5 separate regions of the Mus musculus genome follow, and regions 1, 2, 4 and 5 are each linked to region 3. The links are chromatin contacts, called in public HiChIP or PLAC-seq maps. All regions are on one chromosome and are shown on one strand. Each heading gives the region's core, a stretch centred on a gene start, on an enhancer-like site or on the middle of the called end of the contact. The rest is flanking DNA. Distances are from core to core; before and after follow the strand shown.

Region 1 (2,700 bases), core at 161-2,660, 420 kb before region 3:
CATACTTAAATACTAATTTGATCAGCCTGGCCTCTCGGAGAGCCACTTAATTTATAATCAACCTACCACTGCCCTGTTTTTCTGCAAACCCCAAGATGCTTATGTAGTTACAAATGGAGTGAAGATTTACCATTTTTCTGACTATCCGAATGAGGACCATCGAGCTATGGAATTCAAAACATTGTTTTATGGGCTTTAGTCATATCATTGAATCATTTTGCTTAACTGGACACTTCAATCGAGTTCATTAAATAAAACTGTATATTTATTTATTCTATATAAAGCCTAGAAACATTTCTAATTCCACGAACATGCTGCGGCTGCTGTTATTTCTACTTGTAGCCCAGCGACAACCATTGTACTGTCACATGACTGATGCTAGGCGCTGAGTACTTTCATCACTCTTTAGGATGCCTTTGTTTGTCAGGACTGAACACGATACTCCCGCCAATGTTCTGGGAGATAAACAAGTAGAATTCTTTGTTGTTTCTAGGACTTGAAGATTTGCACATGTTTTCTTCCTCCAGAAGGTCAAAGAGCTGACTACCAGACCCTGTATAGGGAAAGAGCTTGGTATGATCCCCTCTGCAGATGAGAAAAGATGGGTGAGATTGGTGATCCTCTAGGGTTTTGCTTCAGGTGAATTTAGCATGGCCTTTGCTCGTCCATGGCATCTTTCTCTAGGTAAGGAGATTGTTGCCAAGTTAAAAGCACATGAACTTAGTTTGTCTCATGGAAAAAAAAGTGTTATAACTTTAAGTACATAAAGGCAGAGTCGAGCTTCTAACTTGACTGCTTATTTCAAATTTTCTGTAAACGTCATGACACTTAAAGGCATTTGCATATTTATTTCTGATTGTGTAGAATTAGCATTTACAGTCATTTGCCTATTCATAAACAAGTTTATAATTAAACAGTATACTTTCCATATTTTGTCTACAACCCAAAATACAATTGGACCATATCTAAGCCCTTTTTTCTCTTTAATTAAAGAAAGACATCTTTGTTTTAATAGTTATTTTAAAAAATAATATGGGCGAGATGGCTCAGTGATTAACTTGTTGCTCTTCCTAAGGACCAGGGTTCATTTCCTAGTGCTAACATGGTGATTCACAATCAACTATAATCCTAATTCCGGGGATATGACAGCTTGTTTTGGCCTCTGCAGGAACTCTATGCACATGGTACACAGACATACAAGCAGTAAAACTACCCATACACATAAAATAAAAACAAATAAATAATGAATACAATAGAATTAATAAAATATGTTTTCTTCATATATTCTACAGTTTCAATGGCACTCATGTCTTTTGGAATGGAAACAAGAGCAAAATTTAAGATAGCAACTATGTGGCCAGTTTACATACATACCACAATGCTTACTCATCAGAAGTTGTCAACAACTAGCAATGACGCTCATATAGCTGATGTGGTATTGGTTCAGTTACTCACCAAAGATGAGTAATCAAAATCTTCTGTGGGAGATTTTCCAATTACCAGCATCACTGAAAAGGCTCTTGATAGAAAGGAGAGGTTGCTGGGTAACAGTCATTCTCTAGCTATTTACACTGAGACTGAGACTTCTACACTTCCTTTGTTCTGACATCTCAAGGTTGAGACCACCTCCTCCCTGCTACTCTAGCTCCAGCTGCAGGAGTGATCAACTACACTAGACCACTGCACAAGAGTGTTCTGTGATTTCCAAAGCAAAACTCACAGTGCTTCAATACCGGCTCACGGGTAGCATCATCAGAAACCTAGTTTCTCAAGGAACTCAGTTTCACATATGTTGACCCCCATTCTTCTCTCCACTTCTGTCTTAGGGTTTGCATTGCTGTGAAGAGACCCCATAAACCAGGGTAACTCTTACAAAGGAAAATATTTAATCAGGGATGGCTTACAGTTTCAAAACTTTAATCCATTATGGTCATGGTAGGGAGAGTGGCAGTGTCCAGGCAGACATGCTGCTGGAGAAAGAGCTGCAAGATCTACAATGCCCCCTCACTCTCTTGTGCCTTTTGTATTGTCAGTCTATCAGCTTCCAAATACAACCATGTGACCTAAGATGTCACTTTCCAAATCCCTTTGTCTCCACAGTGTCTGTGGTTTTATCCATATTGCTCTCCATGACCCACTCATGTCATACCAGGTCACACCCTGTACTATCTCTGAGTTTTGATTCCAAACATTTCATTCTGCCATCTCTACTTCTTTAAGCCTACTTGTTCCAATATGACATTTGGTTCACTGGCTCATTAAGCTTATCAACCCTATGTCTCTATGTGTCACCATACCTATGTTGCTCTATACTTCTACTATATAACTGTTTTTAGTACTGTTGATTTCTTCTCTGAATATTCATACATGTACAGTGTATTTTGAACATACTTACCCCAACTTTGCCCAGATGTTATAATTCCCTTTCACCTTTCTTAATTATTATTCCATGGCAAAAATAGAAGTTCTGGTAAAATCCAAACCACTCTTAACTGGTCCCCACATATGAGTGGTTAAACATTGCCAAAGACTATTTATACTTTGGGGATCATTTACATAATTATGCTTAATAGACTTACCCATGAATAATACCTTGTCAAAAACAATGGCTAAAATTATGCTTTCATCCATCATTCCTTTCCTTTGGAATATTTTTCTTCTACATTTGTTACCTCTAATTGCGTGTGTGGGTATACATAT
Region 2 (2,823 bases), core at 123-2,622, 290 kb before region 3:
TTAGTTGCTCAGGTTTATTTGTCTTCTAGTGGCTTTGCTCTCAGCTGTGCTCCCAGTTGCCCGGGCACTAGATTTTCTGTCCCAGGTTTACCGTAGATGTCTGTTTCCAGTCTCTTTATGTCTCAGTTACCACCTCCTGGTCACCTGTGGCTTTGGAATTTTGTGTGTAACCTTAGCTAAACCACTCCAGGCTTTCCTCTATTCTTGTTTTCGTTGTAGTTTGTAAGACAGGGTCTCACTTCTCACTCTGTGGCCCTAACTGGCCTGAAACTCGCTCTGTGGTTCAGGCTGATTTGGAACTTAAAGGGATCGGTTACGTCTCCATGTGTGGGGATTAAATGTTTATGCCACCATGCCCAGCATAATTCTTTTTTTGTATAAGTTGGCTATTTGTTTCAGAGGATTGTGGAATTTATATATATATACAATATCACTAAAATAATTTTGACTCTACCTTTTTCTCATATTTTAAGTTTCTGGCCTGTGCATCACTAAGGCCAACTTCGTCATCCTTTGAAAGACTCACTTCCATCTCGGCCTAGAAACCAAGAAGACGCATTTACTTATTTATGTATCTTCCTGTTTCTTTTGATTGTGTTGTTGATGTCTTGTTTTCTTTTTGGCTCTCTCCTTTCCCACCTTTCCCCAAATCCCTGGAGTTCCCCAGTTGTCCCTCTAATGGAACTGATTTAGAATAGCCCTCATTGAGTGATTGCCTCTTTATATAACAGAAACCCATTATGACAGCAGTGGACATGAGCCAGAGTGAAATACCCTGGCATAATAAAAGCTTTTGCTTGTAGAGTAGAGAAGAAAATATATCCATCTTCATCTGCAAATTTCTTATAAGGCAATTCCTATTATCCTTTGAACCTTTTTTTTTTTTAAATTATGAAGCTGACTTTAATCAGTTTAAAAACTCATTGCAGTTTACCAGGATGTTCAGTATAGTTGCAGAGAGAGGGAGTGAGAATAAAGAGATAGAGAAGGAGAGAGAGAGACAGGGAGAGAGACACAGAGAGAGAGACAGAGAGACAGAGAGGCAGACAGCTCTGAATATGTCCACTCTTACCAGGCATAAAGATTACCCTAATAAAAGAAATAAGCCAATCACATCAAGGCCCAGAACCAGATGATGGTCAGTGGAAGAGAGGCTGCTGGGGTCACTGCAGAGCATGAGAGTCTCTGACTCACACGCATTCGCTGGCTTAGGCATCGATCGCAACAGTGAGCTGCCAGAAAAGGAACAGTTCTTGCTTTGTGCTGCAGAGTTCCCTGGCCTAAGAGCCTGTCACCGCTCCAGTCCCTTTCCTACTGCTAGTGATTGATACTGCTGTCTCAGCTCAGGCTGGAAATGGACTGCTGAGGCTCTGGGCAATTCATTCTGTACGCTGGCAGGCTGGACTCCTGGGCATCCACGCATGGCTTCACAAACAGCTCTGTGGATGACCTGGATCCGTGACAGCTCCTCTGACCCTGTTCTTTTGTCCTCTGCCCTTATTGGACTTTAATGCCTTGTTTGCCGCGTATGCTCCAGGACACAGGAATCCCTTCCTGTTGAAATGTCACATATTTTACTACTAATTGGGACGATTATAAACTGAGGAACCACGGTATAACTGATCTTTCTGTAATGTTTTCTCTTTTTCTGGATGTTCATAGTTCTTTGATTGCTTCACTCCTCATCCTTGAGTTGTGCAGCATAGAGAGACCCCCCCCTCCATTTCTTCATGAGAAACCTGTCTAAAGTAATTTATAGTTTTGTTGAGGTGTTTTCATTTCCTTGTCCTTAATTTTAAAGTGTAGCATATCACTTTTATTTCATGGGTATATTGTAGCCCAAGTCTAGTATTTATTTTGCAAACCAAAAAATTTAACAATCACTGTGAAAGCCTCATGGTTTATCACAGGGCAGATGGTGTAATAATTTTAATAAGTGGCAATAACTTTATTGTATTTATTTTATAGCAGTATTCTAATTATTAGATATTTTGATAGTATTTTATTTTTATAAATATCTGTTTCATAATTACACAGAGTACCAAACTTCCAGTTCTTTATTCTGTTTGGAAGAAGAAAGCTTTAAGAAAAATAGGTAGATTTTTTTTAGATAGTAATAACCTGAAACGTATTGATTCTGAACATTTCATATAATTATCTTATATTTCATATAATTATCTTATTACTTTCCAGACTACTCTATGTCTCAGGAAACCAAATCTCCATTTTTTAAAACTCAGTTCACTGTCAGTAACTGATCCTGTGCCTATATAAATCGGGACTCTGTGAGTCTCAGAGATGTTAATTAAATTTGGTTGAGCTTGCTTAGTTTACAGAGGGTGGAACCAAGATTCAAATACGTTTGTTTGACTCCGAAGTTCACATTTTGATCTGACTTCCTCATCTGCACAAGGCCCCCAGGGCTCTGTGTAACAGCATTACTTTTCATTTGCATAAAATACTGAAGTTGGGTGCCAGCTGTGTCAGGAGCATCAGCCCTGTGAGGGAAGCTTGGACTGTTCACAGGAACCTGTAAAAGAAGTGCCCGCACTAGGTATGTGCGTCAGCTGTGAAATATTTTCTAGAGTCTTGACTATCTCCAAGGACCAGAAGAAGCAACAGTATCGCCCCTAAGTCAAAACTATGTCGGTAGCTGCTACCAGGTGATGATCATGGCTACAGTAGACAGACTGCTAGCTGAGTGTTGGACAGGACTCTCTGATTCCATAGGGTATCAAGGCCTTTCCTGTCTCGAATGTCTGTCTTCAGCTCAGGCCCCCATTGTTGTTGAGTGAAAGTACTCTGAGTGACTCCATCCCCTCC
Region 3 (2,700 bases), core at 132-2,631:
CAGTGCTCTCCTGAGTGACCAACAGCAAAGCATTTCATCCCTGATGTGGGATAAGGAGCATAGAGATCAGGGTCCTCTGGCTTCATGGCTTCCAGTTGTAGACTCATCTCACGAGCTGGAAGGCCTCAGCAAGTCCTTTAACTTGGCTATGCCTCAGTTTCCTTGTTGAAAACCACAGACTAATGTTCCATAAAGTAGTTATGAATGCTAATACAGGAGCATTGAGAGCAGTCCTCAGAATAGGCTAGAAGTTAACAAACATCATCTAGAGTAACTGGTCATTGTAATTGAAAACTATATTCATCTTCAGAATGACGGGCCTCAGAAGTTGTTAGTCACTTGTACAGCAAGGAATTCCATAATCGTTATATGCCAAACACAACACAGGGATTTCAAAATGGGGGGAAAAAAAGGCCTGGTACAAAGAGACAAATATCATGTGACTTCACTACTTGGAGAAATTGTTTAAAAGTCCAAATCATAGAAACAGATAGCAGAATCATGGTTACCAGGGGTTGAGCGCAGGCAAGAGAGGTGTGGGCTGGTATTCAATGGATACAGAATATCAATCAAATGAGAAGTGTAATGCATGACACTCCACACTGCTCAGATAATACCACGGTGTACTATACACTTGAAAAGGTCTTTTCTCCATCATTTTTCTGAGAGTGCCATATATCTCAGACTGGCCTCCAACCCAAAAACTTGCTATGTGCAAGGACAACCCTGTAACTCCGACCCTTCTATCTCCACTTCTCAAGAGCCTGGATTCCACATGTGCACCAGGATAACTTGTATGAAGAAGCATTTGGGATGGACCCCAGGGCCTTACACATATTAAGAAAACCCTGTACTAACTGAGCTATGTCCTTAGTCCTAGTATACTTGAAATTTTCCAAGACATTGTAGGTACTCTCTGCACATCCACCCACAAATGATGAGTGTACAATGTGACAATAAACAAATTGGCAGATTTAGCCATTTTCCCAATGTATACACATCTCAAATTATCACATTGCACACCAAGAATATGCACCATTGTGCCAATTTTAAAAGTGAGACTCCTCTATACAAAAAGAAACCTCACAGCTTTAAATATAAATAAAGCTCTTCGAGTTATACTTGAATAACTTGAATATACTTGAATATAGTCAAATGTGTAATTTAAAGTGCACCAGTAAATGTAGTGCACCAGTTGACAGTTAGGAGAACATGAAAAGAATAAACTCTTGACAAAGAGGAGAATGAAGCAGTAAAGCACCAGAGTGTGTGGAGTGTGTTGTGTAGACGTCTGTGCTTTGTTCTACAGGTACTAAAAACTTGTTTCAGTGAGGACAATGACTCAGTCACTGGGTTGTTGCCAAATCAGAAAAGGCCAACAGATTGCCAAGAGACTATGAAGGGATACAAGAGACATGGGCCAAGAACAACAGGACTGAGTCAATCAGAAGTGGTGAGGCGCAAGTCTTTTGCCAACTGTTCTTTTAAAAAAAAAATTATCTGGCCTGGCAGTGGTGCCGCACACCTTTGATTCCAGCACTTGGGAGGCAGAAGCAGAGGCAGGTAGGTTTCTGAGTTCAAGGGCAGCCTGCTCTACGTAGTGAGTTCCAGGACAGCCAGGGCTATACAGAGAAACCCTGTCTCGAAAAACAAAAACAATCAAACAAAAAAAGATTAAAAAAAAAAAAAACAAAAAGAAGATTAAAAAAATATTTACTTATCTAATGTATATGAGTATGCTGTCTTCATGCACACCAGAAGAGGGCACTGGATCCCAATACAGATGGGTGTGAACCACCATGTGGTTGCTGGGACCTTTTGAACTCAGGACCTTTGGAAGAGCAGCCAGTGCTTTTAACCACTGAGCCATCTCTCCAGCCCCAACTTTTTTTTTAATAGCAAATGTGCTTTCTTTTGTTTTCAGAACAACACTAAGAAAAATGTCTTAGATGACCTATTGTGAGGTAGCAAACAGGGACAGGCAGGTAGGCAAGCCTTACTTCCCAGTCCCTGCTACCCACATGCTGGATGGTTTGTTTCTCTGTCATCGTGGGTTCTGCCTCTTATGCTCTGGACATTTTGTACATATTCCTTTCTCTATCATAAACCTTTCCTTAGACTATTAGATATGATTTACACAGAGAAATACTTCCTGATATACCCCCAATAACTTTATTTAATTCTATGTACGTATACACACACAACAATGTATGGCTCAGTCTCTCAAAGAAGAGTGGGAGTCATTTCAGAGATAGTCATTTCTGAAATTTTATATACATATATATATTATATATATAATTTGATATTTGGTGTGATAAAATTATGTTAAAATATATTTTTAGAGTGACAAAACAGGTTTTCTTTGAGTGGAATCTTTGTTTAAAGACAATGCAGAAAGTAAAAGGTCAGAGAATCTCATGGTGTATAGGTAAAGGCACAATTGAAGCTCATGTTAGCAAGTCCAGCCTGCCTATGACTCTTGGCATGTTTACATAAGACCACAGGTATTGACTTAATGAAAGCAAACTAAATCAATGCTGTAAGAAAGAGAAATCCAAGGCCCAATGATATCACCAAGATTAAACAGCAGATAAGCATCTATGAGGTGAACAAATGTAACGGGCTTCTATAATGCAGTATTTTATTTATTATTAGTTGAGCATTTCAAATTTGAGCTATAATTTTAGCTCAATTAAATTA
Region 4 (2,715 bases), core at 153-2,652, 270 kb after region 3:
GGACTTATCGTTGCACTATACAATGTATTTTAAATCATTTCTGTTGGTTCCTATTCCCTAACGTTACAGAAAGCCATAAGGACAGGAAATTCTGTCTGTGTGGTTCAAGCTATACCTCTGGTGTACAAGGCACTCGGTGGGTACCTTTTAAATGAACAGGGTCCAATTCTTCTCAGCACGTGTTTCCTACACTGTAAGATATAATCGCTCCTCTCACTTAAGGTGGGAGAGTTTTGAGCAACTGAGGCTCAAGAAGCCCCAAGAACAAGGTCCAGCCTGTAGCTCCAGGCATGCAGCTAGTGGGTCATCAATACCACCATTGCCCCATCTGCCACATGAAAGCAAGAAAAGTTAACTAAAATCACTCAAATGTTTGGTAAGAGCTGGCCAGCATCTAGTCAGACTTGGATTCTGGTAGTACTTAATTAATGATACATTGGGTGTTGTGTATCGGGGGTTTGCCTCAAGGTGGTTAAGTAGCTGAAGATGAACTTGAACTCCTGACCTTCCTGCTTTGTTCAGCTCTGTGTTCACTAGGCCAGCCCACAGCACTGGAGCCAGATCTTTAACCCCATCCTAGTACACTTTGAAACAAAGACTATTTGATAGCAGGTCTCATTCGGCACACCAACCATTTACAGAGTGTTTTAGAACAAAACATAAAAATAGCTACCACAGATCCAGTGCTTACCAAAGACCAAACACTGTTCCCCCCATAAATCTTTTTGTTACAATGTATTAATGACGCCATGAAGTCAGTTCCATTGTTCATATGCCATTGATAAAAATCTGAGTTATAAACTGGGCGTGGTGGCGCACGCCTTTAATCCCAGCACTTGGGAGGCAGAGGCAGGCGGATTTCTGAGTTCGAGGCCAGCCTGGTCTACAAAGTGAGTTCCAGGACAGCCAGGGCTATATAGAGAAACCCTGTCTCAAAAAACCAAACCAAAAAAAAAAAAAAAAAAAAAAAAAAAAATCTATTGGCCAAGGTTAGAGCAGAGACTCTTAAACCCCCAGAGTCCTTAAGTGGCTTAGCCACTCCCAACTTGCTATGCCCAAATTTTTTCCACATGGCATTGCTGTCTATCTTCTCCTCTGAAGAGATGCTGGAAACGGTACCTTCACCCTGTTTGACTCTGGAGGGCTCTGGTTCCGTGTTTGTGGGATAGCAGATTAAACCATGTGCTATCAGAAAGCCGGGAAACCACTCACACTGCGTTCCCAGCTGAAGGATTGGAAGCTGCCCAGGGGAAGAAATGCTGTTCCACGCTGAACTGCTCCTGTGTACAAAAGACTCTTTTCACCCGGGCTTAGGGAGGTGAAACAATGCCCTCTGCTCTCCTTACTCGCAGCCTCTCGCATTCCAAGCATTCAGCAGAAACAGCTGCTCTGTCCTGGGCGGGGCGCAGGCACCAGGCCCCACTGCATTCCTGAGAAAACGCCGCCTGCGCTGTAAAGTATTGGCCTGGAGCTCCACCTCCAATAAAAACTTGCAAAATCCAGGGGGGGGGGAGAAGGAAGAGCAATCTCTAATTTCCCCGTACAGCATCCGGGTTTTGAATCCCTGCTCGGCAAGTGGACTTTTCCCCATTCTCCCCACTCCTCAAAGAAATCCACTAAGATTCTTGCTTGTTCTGAAGGAACATAGTTCAGATGAATTTAGCCATCAGAGCTCCTCTCAGCGCTGACCAGATGGCTCCGCACTAGCTGCACGCGCCTGGTGACCTGAGTTGGATCTCCACATCCCATGTAAAAGATAGAACGAGAGAAAAGACGACACAAGTTGTCCTCTGACCTCTATATATGCACAGGCAGTCACACGAGCATATGCACACACACACACAAACACACACACACACACACACACACACACACACGCGCGCGCGCGCGCGCGCACGCACGCAGGGAGGGAGGGAGGGAGGGAGAGAGAGAGAGAGAGAGAGAGAGAGAGATCAACTAAACTCCCAGTGCTGAAAAAAAATTAAATTAAAACGAAATAATTTAAGAACTACCAAAAATGTATGATCTTCTTTGACTCAAGCTAATTAAAATATATTAACAAAAAAGTACAAAATGGGCGAGTAGAGTTGCGAGGATTTAGGAGAAGAAAGTACTTCGTATAACAGTCAGATAAAAACATTATTTTACGTTATAAAATGCTAAAAATAGGATGTGTCTTAATATGGGATTCAAAGACATTCAAAGCTATTTCGGTGCCACCTGTGTCATTCCAAACACCAAATCCTACGCCCATTTCTGAACCTCAAGGCTAGTGCCCTTTCTTTCCCTTGCAGGGCAGCATCTGATGGGTGTCAGTACATGGACCCCAGCGTAAGGAATGCCGCAGGAGTCTACGACTAGTCAGGGGCAGACCCATCAACACACCCATTTAGGCATAGTTACAAATGCTCGCTAGAAATATAGAATCACAAACATAAACTAACGAGTTAAGCATGGGAATGCACATGCGCAATCCATGCATGTGCAAGTCAGAAGACAACTCGCAGGAGTTGATTCTCTCTTACAATGTTGGTCCTAGGGATCATATTCAAGTTGTTGGACTGGTGGGGGCCCTAGAGTGCTTTAGGTCCTATAACAAAAAACAAACAAACAAGCAAGCAAGCAAACAAAAAAAGGTATCTCTGTCGCTCTCTCTCAAACAAAAGGAAGATTCCGTGTGTCAGATCCTATCAGGCACTGACATCGTGTTGAATA
Region 5 (2,700 bases), core at 154-2,653, 380 kb before region 3:
CTTGTTGAAATTTCTCATTGGTAGTCTCCCCTTGTTCTGTTACACAACGGTTGTTAATGGGGTGTGGTAGCACTTTCGTGCCTCTTAGCCCCGGTTCAATACTGCCAAACTCACATCATCATCATCATGCTCACTTTAAAATGTATTTATACACTTTCAATTTATAAACTACAAATTATGAAATGTAATTATAAACTTTGACAGTACTTCAGGGAGAGATTTTTAATTTTTATAGATGCATGTAAAATGAATTATAGCATACAATACTTATACTAATCTAGACTTTAGAAAAGTACAGAAAAACTAAAAAGGGACATATTTATGTCTTTCCAAGCAAGCACTGATAACCTTTTTTTTTCATTTCTTTATTTCTTTTCAAAGTTCGTAATTTTTTATTATAAAATTTTATTTTCATTTATTTATTTTGTGTTACGTGTGGGCAAATGACTTTGCCTGTATATGGAGGTTAGAGGACAGCTGGCAGCAATTCTGGATAAAGGTCAGGTTGTCAGGCTTGTGTGAAAGTTCCCTAATCTGCTGAGCCCTCCCAGCTGGCCCCTGCCTTTCCCCCTAACCTACCTACTTCCTTGGCTGCCCACTCCCTCTTTCTCTCTTTCAAACTGGACATTTTGGTCTCCAGTTTTACTTAAAATTACAACACATCCCTGTGTTGTGGAAATTCCTTTGAACTCTGAAGAACTGCACCCTGCTTCGCCGAGGAAGTGAACACCAGCTGGTTATTTTATAGGGTTGCATGCATCTTTCTGTTAACTTGTGCCCTTTACTGCGGAAGATAATAGATAGAACTGAAAGCACACCTTTGTAAAGTGTTTCAGACTTCTGGGTCTTAGGTAGGATTCACCTAGGAGGAGAAGTCCTGAGACACAGAGTTAAGTGTTTTCAGAATTCTTTGTCACGTTGCTTCCTGGAGGCTTTGTCCATTTCCACTGAGGACATTTAATTACAGTATGATACCTAAATTGAATTTTGAAGAACTACATTCTAACTTTCAATTTCATCTTAATGAAAAAAGAAAAACTGTCCTTGCCAAGCCCCCTCCCTCTGACAGATAACTAAAGAGGGAGAGGCAAAGTCTTTCCTCTCAAGGTGAACGGACCCAGAGGAAACTGAATTAGCACTGGGGCTGCTGGTACTGAGCTCTGGGTTCTGAGCTCTATGGAGAGGTCAGGGAGACGTCTCCAAGGAGCCGGTGTTTGCACTGGGTTTTGAAAATAAGCAATGTTGAATAGACAGATAGGACACCAACAGATAGGACATTACGAGAAACTACTCGTGAGGAACAATCAAATCAGAAAGTGCCAGTGAATGGTTTGGTGGTCATGAAAGCCTGCAGAGCCCGATGAAGGGAGTTGGAATTCTTTTCACCCTCTGAGAGTGAATCATGAAGTGGCAGGCTCTGTGGGAACGAAGGAAGGAAGGAAGGAAGGAAGGTTGATCCCGAGATTTATAGCCCTGAGTCATTAGGGGTAAACAGCTGATAAGAGAGCCACAGCAAACTGCTTATCAACCCCTCATTCTGTTTTATGTAGCCTTGGGGCAAAATACAAACCCCATAAGAGCCACTAAGTAAAAAACAAAGGACTTGAAAATAGAGTATTTCTTTTTAAAGTCAAGTGTTATGGAGTGTTAAAAATAATTAGAGTATTTTTTTTAAAGTCAAGTGTTATGGAGTGTTACTGGAGATTGCAGTGTATGTTGTGACTGTTGTGAAAATTATTGGAGGGGTCTACTTAAAGCCAAAAGTGACTAGGACATCTAACCAATAGGATGCCACTCAACACCAGATTCTTGTGTCTAAAAGACTAGCACTGGTCTGTACAGTTACGTAGAGGAATAAATGTTTTGCAGAGTCTGTTTTCCTGTAGTTTTGCTAATACATGTTTAGGGACCCAGAGCCTTTAATGTCACATCTGTGCATACTGCACTCAACTGCTGCCTTCTTCTCTCTCTCTTTTTAAGAAACTGAGAGTTACACAGTTTATTCCACAGTGTTGAATCACTTAAATAATGAAAAAAATCATTCATTCCCTTAGGTAACTTTAGTTTAAACATTTAATCTCTGTAGGTTGGCTTAGCCATGTAAATTTTCCTCTGTTTTTAAAAATCGTAAAAAAAAAATATGTAAGAGCTTTGACTTTTATTCATATTAAGGTTTTCATGGTTGCACTTAAAGGAGAAAGAAAGATCACTGTTTTATTCAATGCAAATATGTAATTCATAGTAATTTGACTTTTTTTTCCTTTCGTTTTTGGTTTTCAATAAATACATCTGTCCGAAGTTTTTCTTCACCCAACCCCAACTTCTCCCAGCCTCCTCCTCTTCCTCTTCCTCTTCCTCCTCCTTTTCTCTCCCAGCTCCACTTCTCTCTTTTCCTTCAGAATAAAAAGCAGGCCTCCCTTGTTAGCCAAATAAGGCATAAGAAGGTCAGACTAGGCTTAAACCCTTGTATCAAGTCAGGGTGAGGCAATGCAGTGTGAGGAAAGAGCTTTGGGAACAGAGCAGAAGGCCATCTGTCAACTTAAAGGACAGTGAGTCAAAATTGACACAGCTCCTGGAAGGATTAGAGAAATTCTATTTCCGCAAGTAGCATTTGATTGCCCATGCCCAACCCTGTCCTCCAAACATAAGTAGAATCAAGACCCACTTGCATCTAATTTTGGAAATAAGTTTTGGAAATAA

The links. HiChIP or PLAC-seq counts read pairs in DNA pulled down with a chosen protein or histone mark.
Region 1: a contact with region 3 is called in an HNF4G HiChIP or PLAC-seq map of pancreatic cancer cells. The contact joins two enhancer-like sites. A contact is called at or near these places in 7 of 39 promoter capture datasets (3T3-L1-derived adipocytes, cranial neural crest, embryonic stem cells and 4 more), 10 of 484 Hi-C or Micro-C datasets (the AML12 cell line, B cells, the C10 cell line and 6 more), 5 of 115 datasets of contacts at active chromatin or transcription factors (bone marrow-derived dendritic cells, embryonic stem cells, large pre-B cells and 1 more) and 1 of 9 other capture datasets (embryonic stem cells).
Region 2: a contact with region 3 is called in a FOXA1 HiChIP or PLAC-seq map of pancreatic cancer cells. The contact joins two enhancer-like sites. A contact is called at or near these places in 4 of 39 promoter capture datasets (the 3T3-L1 cell line, liver and stem cell-derived epiblast-like cells) and 1 of 115 datasets of contacts at active chromatin or transcription factors (pancreatic cancer cells).
Region 4: a contact with region 3 is called in a FOXA1 HiChIP or PLAC-seq map of pancreatic cancer cells. The contact joins two enhancer-like sites. A contact is called at or near these places in 1 of 484 Hi-C or Micro-C datasets (nephron progenitors), 1 of 115 datasets of contacts at active chromatin or transcription factors (pancreatic cancer cells) and 1 of 9 other capture datasets (embryonic stem cells).
Region 5: a contact with region 3 is called in an HNF4G HiChIP or PLAC-seq map of pancreatic cancer cells. The contact joins two enhancer-like sites. A contact is called at or near these places in 1 of 484 Hi-C or Micro-C datasets (cerebral cortex), 2 of 115 datasets of contacts at active chromatin or transcription factors (bone marrow-derived macrophages and pancreatic cancer cells) and 1 of 9 other capture datasets (embryonic stem cells).

Annotation. Positions count from the first base shown.
Region 1 is chr3:126,569,376-126,572,075 of GRCm38.p6, forward strand. No RefSeq gene overlaps it. Among named protein-coding and RNA genes, the nearest start is that of Camk2d, 26 kb to the right of the region's middle. Within about 2 kb of position 1,411, at least 29 of the 459 cell types and tissues checked have an H3K27ac peak or open chromatin away from gene starts, as enhancers often do. A contact at or near this core is called in pancreatic cancer cells, where this site is marked.
Region 2 is chr3:126,694,324-126,697,146 of GRCm38.p6, forward strand. The region is part of intron 3 of Camk2d (calcium/calmodulin-dependent protein kinase II, delta); the gene reads left to right. Among named protein-coding and RNA genes, the nearest start is that of Gm15551, 27 kb to the left of the region's middle. Within about 2 kb of position 1,373, at least 200 of the 459 cell types and tissues checked have an H3K27ac peak or open chromatin away from gene starts, as enhancers often do. A contact at or near this core is called in pancreatic cancer cells, where this site is marked.
Region 3 is chr3:126,988,765-126,991,464 of GRCm38.p6, forward strand. All of the region lies in intron 22 of Ank2 (ankyrin 2, brain), which reads right to left. Among named protein-coding and RNA genes, the nearest start is that of Gm25501, 15 kb to the right of the region's middle. Within about 2 kb of position 1,382, at least 10 of the 459 cell types and tissues checked have an H3K27ac peak or open chromatin away from gene starts, as enhancers often do. A contact at or near this core is called in pancreatic cancer cells, where this site is marked.
Region 4 is chr3:127,256,394-127,259,108 of GRCm38.p6, forward strand. The region is part of intron 1 of Ank2 (ankyrin 2, brain); the gene reads right to left. Among named protein-coding and RNA genes, the nearest start is that of Gm16958, 96 kb to the left of the region's middle. Within about 2 kb of position 1,403, at least 227 of the 459 cell types and tissues checked have an H3K27ac peak or open chromatin away from gene starts, as enhancers often do. A contact at or near this core is called in pancreatic cancer cells, where this site is marked.
Region 5 is chr3:126,610,453-126,613,152 of GRCm38.p6, forward strand. The region is part of intron 2 of Camk2d (calcium/calmodulin-dependent protein kinase II, delta); the gene reads left to right. Among named protein-coding and RNA genes, the nearest start is that of Camk2d, 15 kb to the left of the region's middle. Within about 2 kb of position 1,404, at least 122 of the 459 cell types and tissues checked have an H3K27ac peak or open chromatin away from gene starts, as enhancers often do. A contact at or near this core is called in pancreatic cancer cells, where this site is marked.